Regions from separate parts of the Mus musculus genome. Here region 1 is linked to region 2. A link is a contact called in public HiChIP or PLAC-seq data. All regions are on one chromosome and are shown on one strand. The core of a region is the stretch at or near the end of the contact, and the rest is flanking DNA. Distances in the headings are between cores, read along the strand shown.

Evidence for each region. HiChIP or PLAC-seq counts read pairs in DNA pulled down with a chosen protein or histone mark.
Region 1: a contact with region 2 is called in an H3K27ac HiChIP or PLAC-seq map of heart atrium, with 5 read pairs. The contact joins two enhancer-like sites. A contact is called at or near these places in 3 of 115 datasets of contacts at active chromatin or transcription factors (bone marrow-derived dendritic cells, fetal liver and heart atrium) and 1 of 9 other capture datasets (adipose tissue).

Annotation. Positions count from the first base shown.
Region 1 is chr2:45,096,688-45,100,088 of GRCm38.p6, forward strand. The region is part of intron 2 of Zeb2 (zinc finger E-box binding homeobox 2); the gene reads right to left. Among named protein-coding and RNA genes, the nearest start is that of Zeb2os, 13 kb to the right of the region's middle. Within about 2 kb of position 1,489, at least 26 of the 459 cell types and tissues checked have an H3K27ac peak or open chromatin away from gene starts, as enhancers often do. A contact at or near this core is called in heart atrium, where this site is marked.
Region 2 is chr2:44,951,721-44,954,641 of GRCm38.p6, forward strand. No RefSeq gene overlaps it. Among named protein-coding and RNA genes, the nearest start is that of Gtdc1, 26 kb to the left of the region's middle. Within about 2 kb of position 1,576, at least 99 of the 459 cell types and tissues checked have an H3K27ac peak or open chromatin away from gene starts, as enhancers often do. A contact at or near this core is called in heart atrium, where this site is marked.

The DNA of each region.
Region 1 (3,401 bases), core at 239-2,738, 140 kb after region 2:
AAAGAAGCGCAAACCTTCTCATTTTCTTCTAGAACACCGATCATGAGATTTGGCCTTCGAGCTCTGCTAAGTACCGAGGAGATGCCTCAGATAATTAAGTGCACCCACTCCTCTTTAGGCATCCAATCAGAGTAAGCAAACGTGAACCTAGGCAGGGCTGAGGGGCCCTAGTGGTGGGAGGTGTTCTGAATCTAGACCTTTCCTGCTCCTTCTGGAGTTTCAGGTGCTACTGACATTGGCCCAGGAGGGGCTGGGGTTCCCCAACACTCAAGCTGAAAATCTTTCCCTTTCTCCCAGCCTCTCCCCCTCTCTGTCAGACTCGGCTGCTGTCAGTTTGCTGCCTGTACGTTGGCTGTCTCTTCTCTAGTCTCTACCCTGTGAGTTTCTGGCCTGCCAATTTCAACTTGAAGCTTGACTGGGCTGATTTGATGCAAATACCTCCAGGGAAAACCCTGAAACTGATGAACAGTTATGTCAAGTCGATTTTGCACCATCGGGAAAAGGTAACCTCTGTGAGAAAAAAAAAAACAACAAGGTTAAAGAGACAAGGGCTTTTCACGTGTAATACCTCCGCTGCACAGCTCGCTCACTGTTTACCGTCCCTCAGAAATTGTAACTGTCAGAATTAGTCCTAATTGCAGATGCGAAAGCTGCCATTATAATAAAAACAGAGGCAGTGCAGGCATTAAATGTAGCAGCCTAATTTGTGAGACTACAGAAAAGGTAGAGTAAATGAATATTTCATTACTTTAATTACCAGGGACTACTCCTTTCTTGCTGTCTTATGATAAGTGTTGCTGTAACTAGCAACAGCAAACATCCACTAAAACATAAAGTGCAATAATCGTCCTGCTGTCAGGATCACCACTTTAAAATACGAGCAGGAGAAAAAATATAATGGTTTATCTATTTCTTAGAGATTGCAGAAGTAGAAGACGGAAATTCATTTAACATCGGGGGAAAAAATGCACACACAAAGGCACCAACAAACAGGGTTTAGTCAGAGAATAATGGCTCTAACAGAGAGAAGAGAAATTTCATTGACTATCCATCTGAAATGCTGGCCCTAAAACAATGCTAGGAAGCAAGAAAGTAGTATGTATCGTGTTTGGATGTTTTTAAGGCAACATTTTTTTGTTGTTTCGTGTTGCACGACGCAATCATCTGAACATTAGAAAATGACGCTCAAATCACTGGAGAGAACACATGAGGAAAGGAAGCCGTTTTCTGAGCGATTAAGTAAAAGTGGAGAAGGTTCGAGTTGGCAAAAGTTTAGCTCCAGTTTAGTTTCATTGAAAAAGACCAGATAAAGCCTGCCAGAAAAAGGACTTTGCCTGTAACCCGAATACCGGTTCCTAAGACTTAGGGAGGGGCAATAATCAGTCACCCCTGACACCTCGGAAAAACCTTGCCCACCTCTCTACACTGTCAACTTCAAGTGTGGGGGAGGGGAAGAAGGTGGACCTGGGAGTGGGGGTGTGGCTGAGGAGGTCGCTGAGACTGGTTGAAGCCAGCCTGTCTCTGCATTTATCACTTTGTCCCGGAGGAGGTGTTTGTTCAACATAGCAGTTTGACAGCACAAAAACACTGTGGCCAGGAACCCTATCAAAGAACCTACTGGCACATATCATTTGTGGCCTGGGATTCATGGAGCAAGGCTACCTCACTCTTTATCTGCACAAGTATAAAGTACTATACACCTCTAAGTATTTAGTGTAGCTTAAAGGTCTCCCTCCCCCTTTCTCCTAAACACTATAAACACCACTTTAAAGTATTATCTTCAGTTAGGATTCCAGAATGCTGAGTTTCTTTTCTTTTCTTTTCTTTTCTTTTCTTTTCTTTTCTTTTCTTTTCTTTTCTTTTCTTTTCTTTTCTTTTTTTTTCCTTTCCTTTCCTTTCCTTTCCTTTCCCATAATAACTTGCAATAAATCTAGGATAATCTATATTAAGGTAGGCACTATTTAAGGAAAACAGCTTAAAAGCATAAAGCAAGTAATTTATCCTACACAATACACTTAAGCGTAGATTATTAGATACAAGCAAATTCAGTAAGCCTCGGGTAGCACAGAGAACATCTTTCTCTCCTGAAATCTGACTGCAGAAGTCTACATCAACTCTTCCTATCTATGCTTTTTGTTTAAATGGGTCTCATTTATGGGGTAGGTCTTCTTTAGAGTAAGGCTAAAGAGAAAAAGACCCAGAGTTAGGACCCTAGTATGCATTCGTGTTTGGGTGTATAGGAGTGTGCAGATGGGTTGGATTTAGTTTTCACATTTTTGTTAGCAGAGCAAAGGTGATGGGAAATCTTTAGGGGGTAACCATCTTGCTTCTAGATATTTCTCCCTTAATGGGACTTTTTGTTATGAAAACACAGCCGACTGAGTTCTTTCTATGTAAACCTCACCTCTTACAACTGAGAAATCTCATGATGTGAAACACTTCCATTGATGTGCTTGGGTGTTGAAAATAGAAACAGGTACTTCCAAGAATAGGCCAATTGCAAAGTTTCCTTGATTACAGCTACTTGGATATGCAAGAGAATATAAATACAATTTAAGCTAGCAAGGAGTGAAAGCTGTATGCTGAATTCGTGGATCACGTGGGCACTGGCTGCTTGAAATGTACTCACTTGTATATGAGGGGAACAAAATCTCAGATCTACATAGCATGTTTTAATTTGTTGATTTGTTACCGGTTACTTATCTGGGGGAGAGGGAGTGGCTACTTCCTTGTTAGAAACACTTTTTCTTCTTCTCTAGGATTAATTAAGAAACACGAAACAGTCTGTAAGGAACAAAAACCTGATATTCTTTCATTTAAGCAATGTAGCTATTGCTGGTTTTTATGTGGAATGTGTCTTGTTGTCATGGAAAATCGTTCTGGGTAATTACGTACTCTCAAAAGAAAGAAATCACTTTACTGGAGACTTAGATTCATGCCTTCCTTTAGGTTAAGTTGAGTAAACTGACCAACTCTGTATTCGTTATATGATAGAAGGAATACCTTCATACAAATGAGATGTAAAAAATTAACTTCAAAGAATTCAAGTTAAGAATTCAACCTTTCCCAGTTTATACTACAACAAAAGTAAAAATGATTCCCGGATACACAAAGATGGAGAAGAAGCCCAAAATGGGAGTTATACTAGAATGGATTCTTTGACCTATTGATTGAGAAGTTATCTGAGTAGTAATTTTGTAGTTAAAATAGGAGAAGTAACTCGAATATGTACAGTAATGGTCCTGTCTCACCTTCTTTACCAGAATGGCAGCTTCAAGTCTCAGTGTTTCAACCCAGCTCGGTAAGGGAAATAACTGCAAGCAAGGGTGAACCATTCTGATGACTGCATCCCTCAGTCAAAAAATGAAAGCAAAGTTTCAGTCAGGTCTTTTTGGACATGT
Region 2 (2,921 bases), core at 326-2,825:
CAGGCCTAGTTTCACCTTGAGAACCAAGGTGTCAAGTCCCAGGCCAACAAACAAAACAGAGATGGGAGAATGAGAATGAACTTTGAACCCTAGCATTTGGGCAACTTGGGAGTCATTGAATTTAATAGGAGAGAAAGGCATTTGCACTTTGTTCGGGCAGTAAAACAAAAGAGTAAGGACAAGCTGGAAGGAAAGAATTTGCCAGCAGGCAGATCTATACTTGGGTAGAGAAGGTGCCACATTCCAGGACTGATATTAAAAAGAGGCCAGAGGTGTCTAGACACTCCTGTCTGCTCCTGAACACCTCCCTAGGGAGTGGGGAAACAAAGAAATGCCTGGAAGAGATACAACCGGGTGTACTGTACAGTCAGGCGTGACCTCTTCAATATTTCATTTTACATTTAAAAATTTTAATAGGCCTACTACGGGAATTGTTTAGTAATATTTGGCTCTAGAAAAATGGATCTTGGAAGAAACTTTGCTTTCTTTATTGCCATTGTTTTATACTAGGTGGCATATCACAGTTTTTACACCAATAAAATGTAAATGCAAGTGTTTCAAAAAAAATAAAATGCATTCTTGTAGACAAACAAGTCTCCAGGAAGAGAGCCTAAAGAATTGATTCTGAGTACAGCTTTGATTTGGGGTGATGGGAGGTAGAGGGGTGGGGGGTGGGAGAGAAAACCCAAGAGATAGGAAGCAAAGACTTGAGAGTTGCAAAGAAAGGCTAAGGAGGGGGAAGGCTGTAGGGGTGGGAGGAGATTAGCTGGCACACCTTTTTCCTAAACTCATCCGGTGCAGCCATATTATTTAAACTAGCTCCAAAAAAATAAAAATGGTTTTGATACTTCACACTATAACAGTGAACACATCTCTATGACTGTGTACTGGACATGGGGCCCAGGATATTGTTGTTGTTGTTGTTGTTAATTTGTGCTATAATGCAGGAGATCTACTGTGGGATTTTTAATTCTACTGTGTACTGTTAAAATGATTATAAAAATGACATTCAGGTACAGCAGGCCTTGTGCTTCTTCCATAAAGATTTAAGAAAATAAGCAAACAAAGAATGAACGAGCTGTTATTATTTTACCTGAGTCCCAAAGGCCCAATACTTCCTTTAAATGCATGCCTATGAGCCGCTTGGTTTCAGAATTGTGACTCACAACTGTGGGCAGAGCTTGGCTCTTTGAGTTCTTGCAACAGAGCTTTCAGGTCAGGGGAGTGAAAAAGAAAAGCAAAGGTCAGGGCACAAATACAGGGGGTGGGGAGAAGAGCTGAACTTCAGTGAGAGGTCGGTAAGTCCTTGGATTTGCTCAGTCATCTAGTTTGAGGTGCGTGCTTCTTGCCCGCCTCACCTAAGAGGAAATCACTTTGTTGGAAGTTCCACATGTGAACAAGCAGATGATTTAGCAAACCCTCCCACAGACATTCGAAGATGCTTGTCTTCTTTGTGAGTAAGGTTTTCTTTCCAGCTGTTCTCTTTTTTTGTCAGAGGGCCAGTTCTGCTTCTAGTATTGTTCTGCTTAGGTTGCTGCAAGAGGCAGGGGAAATACAGTCCTGCAGAGGAAGGAAGGGTCAGAGGGCAAAGGAGGCCTGGGGAGGTTGGCTTCAGAAGGACTTGGAAGCACAGAGGAAGAGAGTGGAGTGAGAGATAAGGCAGGAGCTCTCAGGATAAGGGAGGGGGTGGAAAGGGTTCGAGGGAGGAGCATGGACGCAGAAAAGCAAGAAGGAAAAGGTACAAAAGGACCAGAATAAATAGGAGAAAGAAAAGTGGTTTATTTTAGAAGGTGTTACATACCATATGCAAGTATGTATGTAACACTATGCCCTACAAATTTGCGTATCTAAAATAACTTTAAACCATATCCTCTAAAAAGGAAAAACAATTGGAAAATCTGCTTCCTCCAACTTCCACATGAACAATATTTATTGATTCATTTTACAAAATCTATAGATAGATAGATAGATAGTCATTGGCTTCATTTTTTCCTAGATCAAAATATTTTATTTACCATTTAGTCTAATTATATAATTTATGTTTGTTTTAAATATATATACCAATTATAACTCCATGCTCAATTTTATAATAATCATGAAAAATCATTATGTTACATTTCGTAAATTTGCTGGGTAAGTGTGAGGAACAAAGTTCACATTCCCAAAAGCTACATAAATTTGGGATGTGCAGGTAGTCCACTTAAAATTTTAATCTCAGGGAATTACGAGACCAAGCTGGCTAGAAAGAGTAGTGATCTGGGAGCTCTGGGTTTGATTGGTGACCCTGACTCTCATTGAACATGGTGAAAGAACAATGGATGATGATTCCTGCATCAACTTCAGGACACACACACACACACACACACACACACACACACACACACACCTGCGACGAGGGAGGGAGCAAAGTTTTCACCCATGAACATAAAAGAATGATGCTATATGATATAAGTACTGTCTTCACCATCTTGGTCATCATGACTACTGTCATGAGAAAAAAAGATGGAAACATTTTATGGAGCACAAGAAAAGAAAAAACAAACTTAGAGTTTCAGATAAAGGAGCAAATGATGGAACAAAGTTTCTAGTGATAAGGGAAAAGGCTAATATCTATTTTGCCAATATAATGTATGACTGGGGGCACAAACCATACTGTATTCTTTGTGAGCTTAGCCAACTGGAGTAGAAACTCTTAGAGGTACCAAGTTACACAGATGAAAGCATGAATAGCTCCTCTAGAGCAATGTACAGTTAGCAAATCTGAAATGCAATACCCTCATCGTAGAATTACCCATCACCCCTCCATGCCTCTGTCTGACAGTGTAAACTGATTCTGCCAGTCCAAGCTCTCTGTGCTGAGATCATGGTTCACTGCAGGTCCACACACTACAGTTAACAGAAAAGCATTTACAGCTTAGCAT